Regions from separate parts of the Mus musculus genome. Here region 2 is linked to region 1. A link is a contact called in public Hi-C data. All regions are on one chromosome and are shown on one strand. Each heading gives the region's core, a stretch centred on a gene start, on an enhancer-like site or on the middle of the called end of the contact. The rest is flanking DNA. Distances are from core to core; before and after follow the strand shown. Region 1 overlaps Ubn2 (ubinuclein 2). Region 2 holds the start of Fmc1 (formation of mitochondrial complex V assembly factor 1).

The links. A called contact is a pair of places that touch in the nucleus more often than the background predicts.
Region 2: a Hi-C map of bone marrow-derived macrophages shows a contact between it and region 1, with 2.0 times the contacts expected there. The contact joins the promoter of Fmc1 here to the enhancer-like site in region 1. A contact is called at or near these places in 11 of 39 promoter capture datasets (cranial neural crest, embryonic stem cells, fetal liver and 5 more), 6 of 15 datasets of contacts at CTCF or cohesin (CD8 T cells, the G1E-ER4 cell line, embryonic stem cells and 2 more), 111 of 484 Hi-C or Micro-C datasets (3T3-L1-derived adipocytes, 8-cell embryo, the AtT-20 cell line and 56 more), 25 of 115 datasets of contacts at active chromatin or transcription factors (CD8 T cells, DN3 thymocytes, the HPC-7 cell line and 14 more) and 3 of 9 other capture datasets (adipose tissue, liver and pancreatic islet).

The regions. Positions count from the first base shown.
Region 1 is chr6:38,494,437-38,497,288 of GRCm38.p6, forward strand. All of the region lies in intron 14 of Ubn2 (ubinuclein 2), which reads left to right. Among named protein-coding and RNA genes, the nearest start is that of Mir7670, 11 kb to the right of the region's middle. Within about 2 kb of position 1,420, at least 7 of the 459 cell types and tissues checked have an H3K27ac peak or open chromatin away from gene starts, as enhancers often do. A contact at or near this core is called in bone marrow-derived macrophages, where this site is marked.
Region 2 is chr6:38,533,426-38,536,277 of GRCm38.p6, forward strand. It overlaps Fmc1 (formation of mitochondrial complex V assembly factor 1), which reads left to right and starts at 1,436. Exons shown (of 2, transcript NM_025363.3): 1 at 1,436-1,585. The coding sequence starts at 1,448. n-TRcct1 (a tRNA gene) reads left to right here and starts at 506; the gene lies at 506-578.

The sequences.
Region 1 (2,852 bases), core at 170-2,669:
TCTTGCTGCTTCCTAATTTGTGGAATGGTAATTTAATGAAAATTTCCCCTTGCTGTTTGTAGAGGCTTCATGCAGTTCAGTATAGTGTAAGACTTGGTGTTGAATACACATTTAATAATACCAAGTTATCATTCTTCCACTTATATCCTTCTTCCCCATTCCTGTAGGTTCAGGAATACTAATCATAAGAAAATGAAGCTGAGTGAGGTGTCCTTAACTTATATTTCAGCACTAAGGCGAAAGGATCACTTGAACCCATAAGTTCAAGACCAGCAAGATAGTAAGACCTTTCCTCAAAGATTGTTAAAGAAAAAGGGTAGAAAGGTAAATAACAAAACGCATACACTGATTATGGGGATTATTTGTTAAAATTGTTAGTTATGGATAAGATCTGGGAATTAGCCTTCATTACTATTCATATTTGCTAAAGAAGCAACTTTCTAAAATTAGCCTTTAATTTGAGCAAAGGAAAAAATATGAAATTCCAACAAAAGTAGTAGTTCCTGGTCCATACTCTTCTCTTATCATCCACAGTTTTGTTTTTTTGAGAGAAGGCCTTCAAGAAGGCCACTGCTTCCAGTGTGCTGGGGTTCTCGGCATGCAACACCATGCCCAGCTTGTAACAAAATGAATGGCAACCAGGTGTGGTGTGGCTCGCCTATTCCCAGGGAGAGGCGTAACATCTGAGTTTGAGTTCAGCCTAGTGCTCAGTGAGTTCCAAATCAGTCCAGGCTCCATAGTGAGCATAGTGGGACCTTGTACAAAGAGGAATGAATGAATGACTGAATGAAAAACTTAATTTTATACATGTTACCATTGGATATCTTGTAACTTCCATTATAAAAAGAAGAATTTCTGTTCTCATATAGCTGTACTGTTTTGCTGAAATGGTGATCAGACTTTGGTTAAATCTTCCATGACATGCTGCACTGCCAGAGTTATGGCTTCGTTACTTTCCTATTATAAAATGTTAGGGGAGTTTTCTACACTTAAAAGATGTTTTGTGTATGGTTCTTTACCTCAATGCCTCCAAGTACCTGGTTAAATTGTCCTTCACTTTTTTCACCTCTGAAATCTGTCTGACCTTCTTGCATTTGATTATCATTTATGCCAAAGGAAGCTATTCACTATCTTAAGAATAACTGATCTGTCAGCAAGAAAGCTACATGACAAAATCTGTGCTCCAGACAAGTTCCTTCTCAGTACTCTTCCACTCCCAAATGGCTTGGTGACACGGAAACCCCAAGGTGCTTGCCTCTTTGATCTGTTTTTAATCTCTCTTACTGGTTTGACTCAGGAAAAGTCAACAGTTTATTTACAGCTGGGTAGTTGTTGTCGTGCATTAGCATCTCTGAAGTGTTCTCAGCAGCTTGAGGCCTCCAGATGCCTATTAAAGCCAGCTGCTGAAAGCAGATGGTCCTTGATGAGCGAGTAAATCTGGGGCCTGTTGCTCTCAAAGGCTGCACCTCCTGTCTACAAGGCATCTGCAGGGTTATCTGAAGCACAGTGTCTTTTGACAAAGGTTGAAAGCTCAAATCTTATTATTAATTCTGTCTACTTTCTACTTAATAACCTCCCTTCCAGAACGTTCTTCCTCTTTCTTGACCTTCAACTTACTGACTTTATACGACCCCATATTTACCTCTTTATGATTCTAGAAGTCATCATTCAGTAAGCAAACTGAGTACTATGTGCCAAGCTTCTTCTCTGTGCTGGGGAACCAGGGTGAACAACATTCTATTACCTCTTCTCTATTACCCGTTCTCGTGGAACATACCTTTTTAGATAAACTAAATACAAGTTGTACTTTTAAAAAAGCATGTGCTATGAAAAGATTGTTTAAAATTGGTTGTTGCTAAGATCATTGACTACAGAAGACCTGTTAAAGTAAATACTATTGAGTTTGAGCAGAGAGCTGGAGAAACAGGGCACAGCCATGTGTAGAGAAGATGGAAGTTGGTATGGGCTAGAGGAAACAACAGTATAAACATGCCAAGTGAAAGAGCCCTCCTGTGTTGTGTGAGCAAAGACTGGGGAGAGACCCACACTATGTCAAGGGGACCAGGGAGGACTTGGGGTTTGTGGAAGGGAGGCTGCTAGAAAGAAGTCTTACCTGAGAGAATGGTATGGCTGCATTTCAGAGTATTATTCTGTGTGAATGGGAAACCTCTGTCTCACCAAACAGAATGGACAACTTTGTAAGAACAAGTGCCTACCTGCCAGAGAAAGCGCTTTCCATTCATGGTTTTCCTCAAATGGAGACAGCTTAGAAACCATGTCTGATTATGGACACTCTGTATTCTGCCTATGTAGATAATGTTGACAGCTTTTCTGTGCTCCCAAATGTGGGATTTTCTGCTTCCTAAAGTGTCCCTTAAAGAAACTTCTACATGTCAGTGTGACATGGAGATCACCTGGCATTCCAGTCCTATAAATAAAATCAGATTTGGAAAATTCTTAGAAAGTATAAAACATTAGTTATAACATATTTTTAATTGCTGATATTCAAGTTATTTTTAAAGATAGGGACTTGCCCCAATTTATCTTTCCTCTCTGTTGTAATGCTTCAATTAGATTCTTGCAGAAATACTTTAATAGGTTCAACTCATTTGCATTATTTACTGTTTTCACTGAGGGCGTCCATTCAGGATACAGCCTTGAGACTACCTTGATGCTACGATAGATTTAATGTTTAATATGAAGAAATTATTATTGCTTACTTTTTAACTGATACAGGATCCTTTTTATCCTAGTTGCTTTAACTGGATATTTTTTCATAAATGTACCCTGTGTGTATCAGAATCGGCATAGTAAAAAAAAAGGCTGGCAACCCTTCCTTCCAAGTGCCACTT
Region 2 (2,852 bases), core at 186-2,685, 39 kb after region 1:
TGAACCCCATTCTAATACATCCTTGGCTGCGGAAATGGCCTCAGCGCTGTAACCGGAAACAGAAACTGACCACTACCTAAACGCCACCTAACGACCAGCTAAGAGCGAAGACAAACCCTGAAAGTAGCCCAATCGGAAGGGGCTTGGCTTTTCCTGTTACAATCTGACAAAGAATAGGACCAGAGGGAGGCTCGAGGAACTGGTTTCCGCAGCCCGTTTGGCTCTGACGTCTCCCGGGCCCACTTTTGCGCAGGCGCAGAGCTACTACGCACAGAAACACGAACACGTAAGCAAAAGCGGGAGCCCGTTCGGCTTCGTGGCATCCACTGTTTGCAGGGTGAAGCGGTTGACTCTTGGCATCTAAACTACATTTCCCAGCAGGCATCCGTTTCACACTGAGGCTGAGTTTGGTTCTCTGTGATAGGGTAAAAACAATAAATTTAAGTGATGACGTACGAAACAGGAAATAACTTGATTATGGTGTTTGAGGACATCAGTAGAAGAAGCCCCAGTGGCCTAATGGATAAGGCATTGGCCTCCTAAGCCAGGGATTGTGGGTTCGAGTCCCATCTGGGGTGGTTCGTTTTTTTTTTTTATCTATTTTAACATCATCTAATTAGATGATTATTGCGAGTCAAACTTACTGTTTATTTTATGTATTTAGAGACAAGGTCTCTCTACCTAGTTCTGGCTGGGTTAGAACAAACTGCAGACCATAATGGTCTATGAGCTGTGAGATCCGCCTGCTTCTGCAGGCAGTGAAGGCGTGTGCCACAACGCCCGGCCATCTTGTTTTAAAACTAGAGAACTGCGGGGAAAAACAATCAAACAAAAAAAACAAAACGAAAAAAAAAAAAGCCAGGCGTGATGGCGCACGCCTTTAATCCCAGCACTCGGGAGGCAGAGGCAGGCGGATTTCGAGGCCAGCCTGGTCTACAGAGTGAGTTCCAGGACAGCCAGGGCTATACCGAGAATCCATGTCTCGAAAAACAACAATAAACAAACAGAAAAACAAAACAAAACTAGAGAACTGGATGTGAGGCTTTACTAGTAAAGGGGCTGCAGTTTGCCATACCAGGGTATGAGTTCATTTTCTTCTCCTAGGCTGCGGGGACCATAAAGTTGGAGGTCGGTACGTTTAATTTTGACATCCCTGGTAGAAACAGTAAGATCTTTTTGGCGTGACCTATGTCCAGACATCCACATACTCTCCTGCCAGACACCTTTCCTCAGAGACTCGGCGGCCATCAGCTTACGGCAGTCCAAAGGGACGCAGTCAGAAGGGCCGAGAGGATTCGGCACCTTCCCTTGCTCTCCTGGTCCCCTGAGGTGCCTGTCACTCGCGTTTCCCTCCAAGGGTGGTCGGTAGAGGGCGCTGTGGGGCGGAGTGGGCGGGGGAACACCTCGCCCGAGGCAGTGAGGGACCAGGCTCTCCAAGGACAGAAAAATGGCGGCCCTGGGGTCCCCGGCGCGCACTCTGCGGGGCCTTCTGAGGGAGCTGCGCTACCTGAACGCGGCCACCGGGCGGCCATATCGCGACACAGCGGCCTACCGGTACCTCGTTAAGGCTTTCCGAGCACATCGGGTACGGCATCCGCGGCTGGGTGGGCTCCAGGTCGCGGGAGGGCGGATGAGGGGGCGGTCTGCGCAGGTGATAGAGGGTCTCAGGACAAACGTGTCTGAGTCACCCTGTCCTCCACCTGCGGGTCTCACCACAGACTCCAGCCCTTCGGCTAACCTGCGGTCTGAAATCCCCTACTGGCCCAGAAGCCGCGTGGGGCGCACCTTCCTAGGGACTTCGTATCTGCCACCCACCGGGGTGGAGCTGTCTCTGACGATTTCATTGGTTTGTCTGGTGCATGGGGTGTGGAATGGAGTAAGGAGCGGGCGTTGTGTGAAGTGGGTCCTAGGGGTCGTAAGACTTAAAGGCGTAAGGGTACAAGCATCCCCTCTCCTCATCCTTTCTACATTAAAGTTTTAATAGGAAGCAGTGTTTTTGTGATTTGACGGGTGTGTGTGTGTGTGTGTGTGTAGGTGTGTGTGCGCGCGCCTGCTCGCGCGCGTGCTTTTGCTTGCTTGCGTGTTGGTGGGGAATGAAGATACAGAATTTCAGCATTACTCTGGCTGACCTGGAATTTGCTGTTTAGACCAGATTGACCTTGAACTCACATCTGATTGCCCTTTTCTCCTGAGTGTGGGGATTAAAGGCATGGGCCAGGCAAATGCAATTTTTAAGGCAATTTAGTGGGGAATATTCAAGAGTTGAAGAGTGGTACTGTTTTATTTAGTACTAGCCTTTCACCACTGAGGAAAGCAATATCTTATATTCTATGGAGATGTCACATCTTTAGCCTTCTGCATGACAGGATACATGACATGTTTTACTGGTGTAACAAACATAAACATACAGAATGCTATCCTTGGGAAGTGCCATTGTGAAATCCACAGTTCATATTCCTCTTAGAAAGGAATGGAAGATGGTTAATTTTCCAAATGTGGTAATGCTCAATTCTCTGCCTTTTGGACAAGATCAAATACAAACACTAAGGCTCGGGGACAGTCACCTGCCCAGTTCTGCTTGATCAAGCATGGCTACAATTTAGGGGAATGGAAACTTAAGTTCTTGAGCAATTATCTTAACTACAGAATTTGAGCATTGCAAAACTTTAGAACTAAAATTCACTTATCTTTTAAAAAGTTATGTTAGGTACTGTGTATTAAGAACTAGGGCCAAATATCAAGAATAAGATGTGGCAGGTGTTGGTGGAACATGTCCTTTAATCCTAACAATTGGGAGGCAGAGGCAGGTGGATTTCTGAGTTTGAGGCCAGTCTGGTCTACATAGGGAGTTC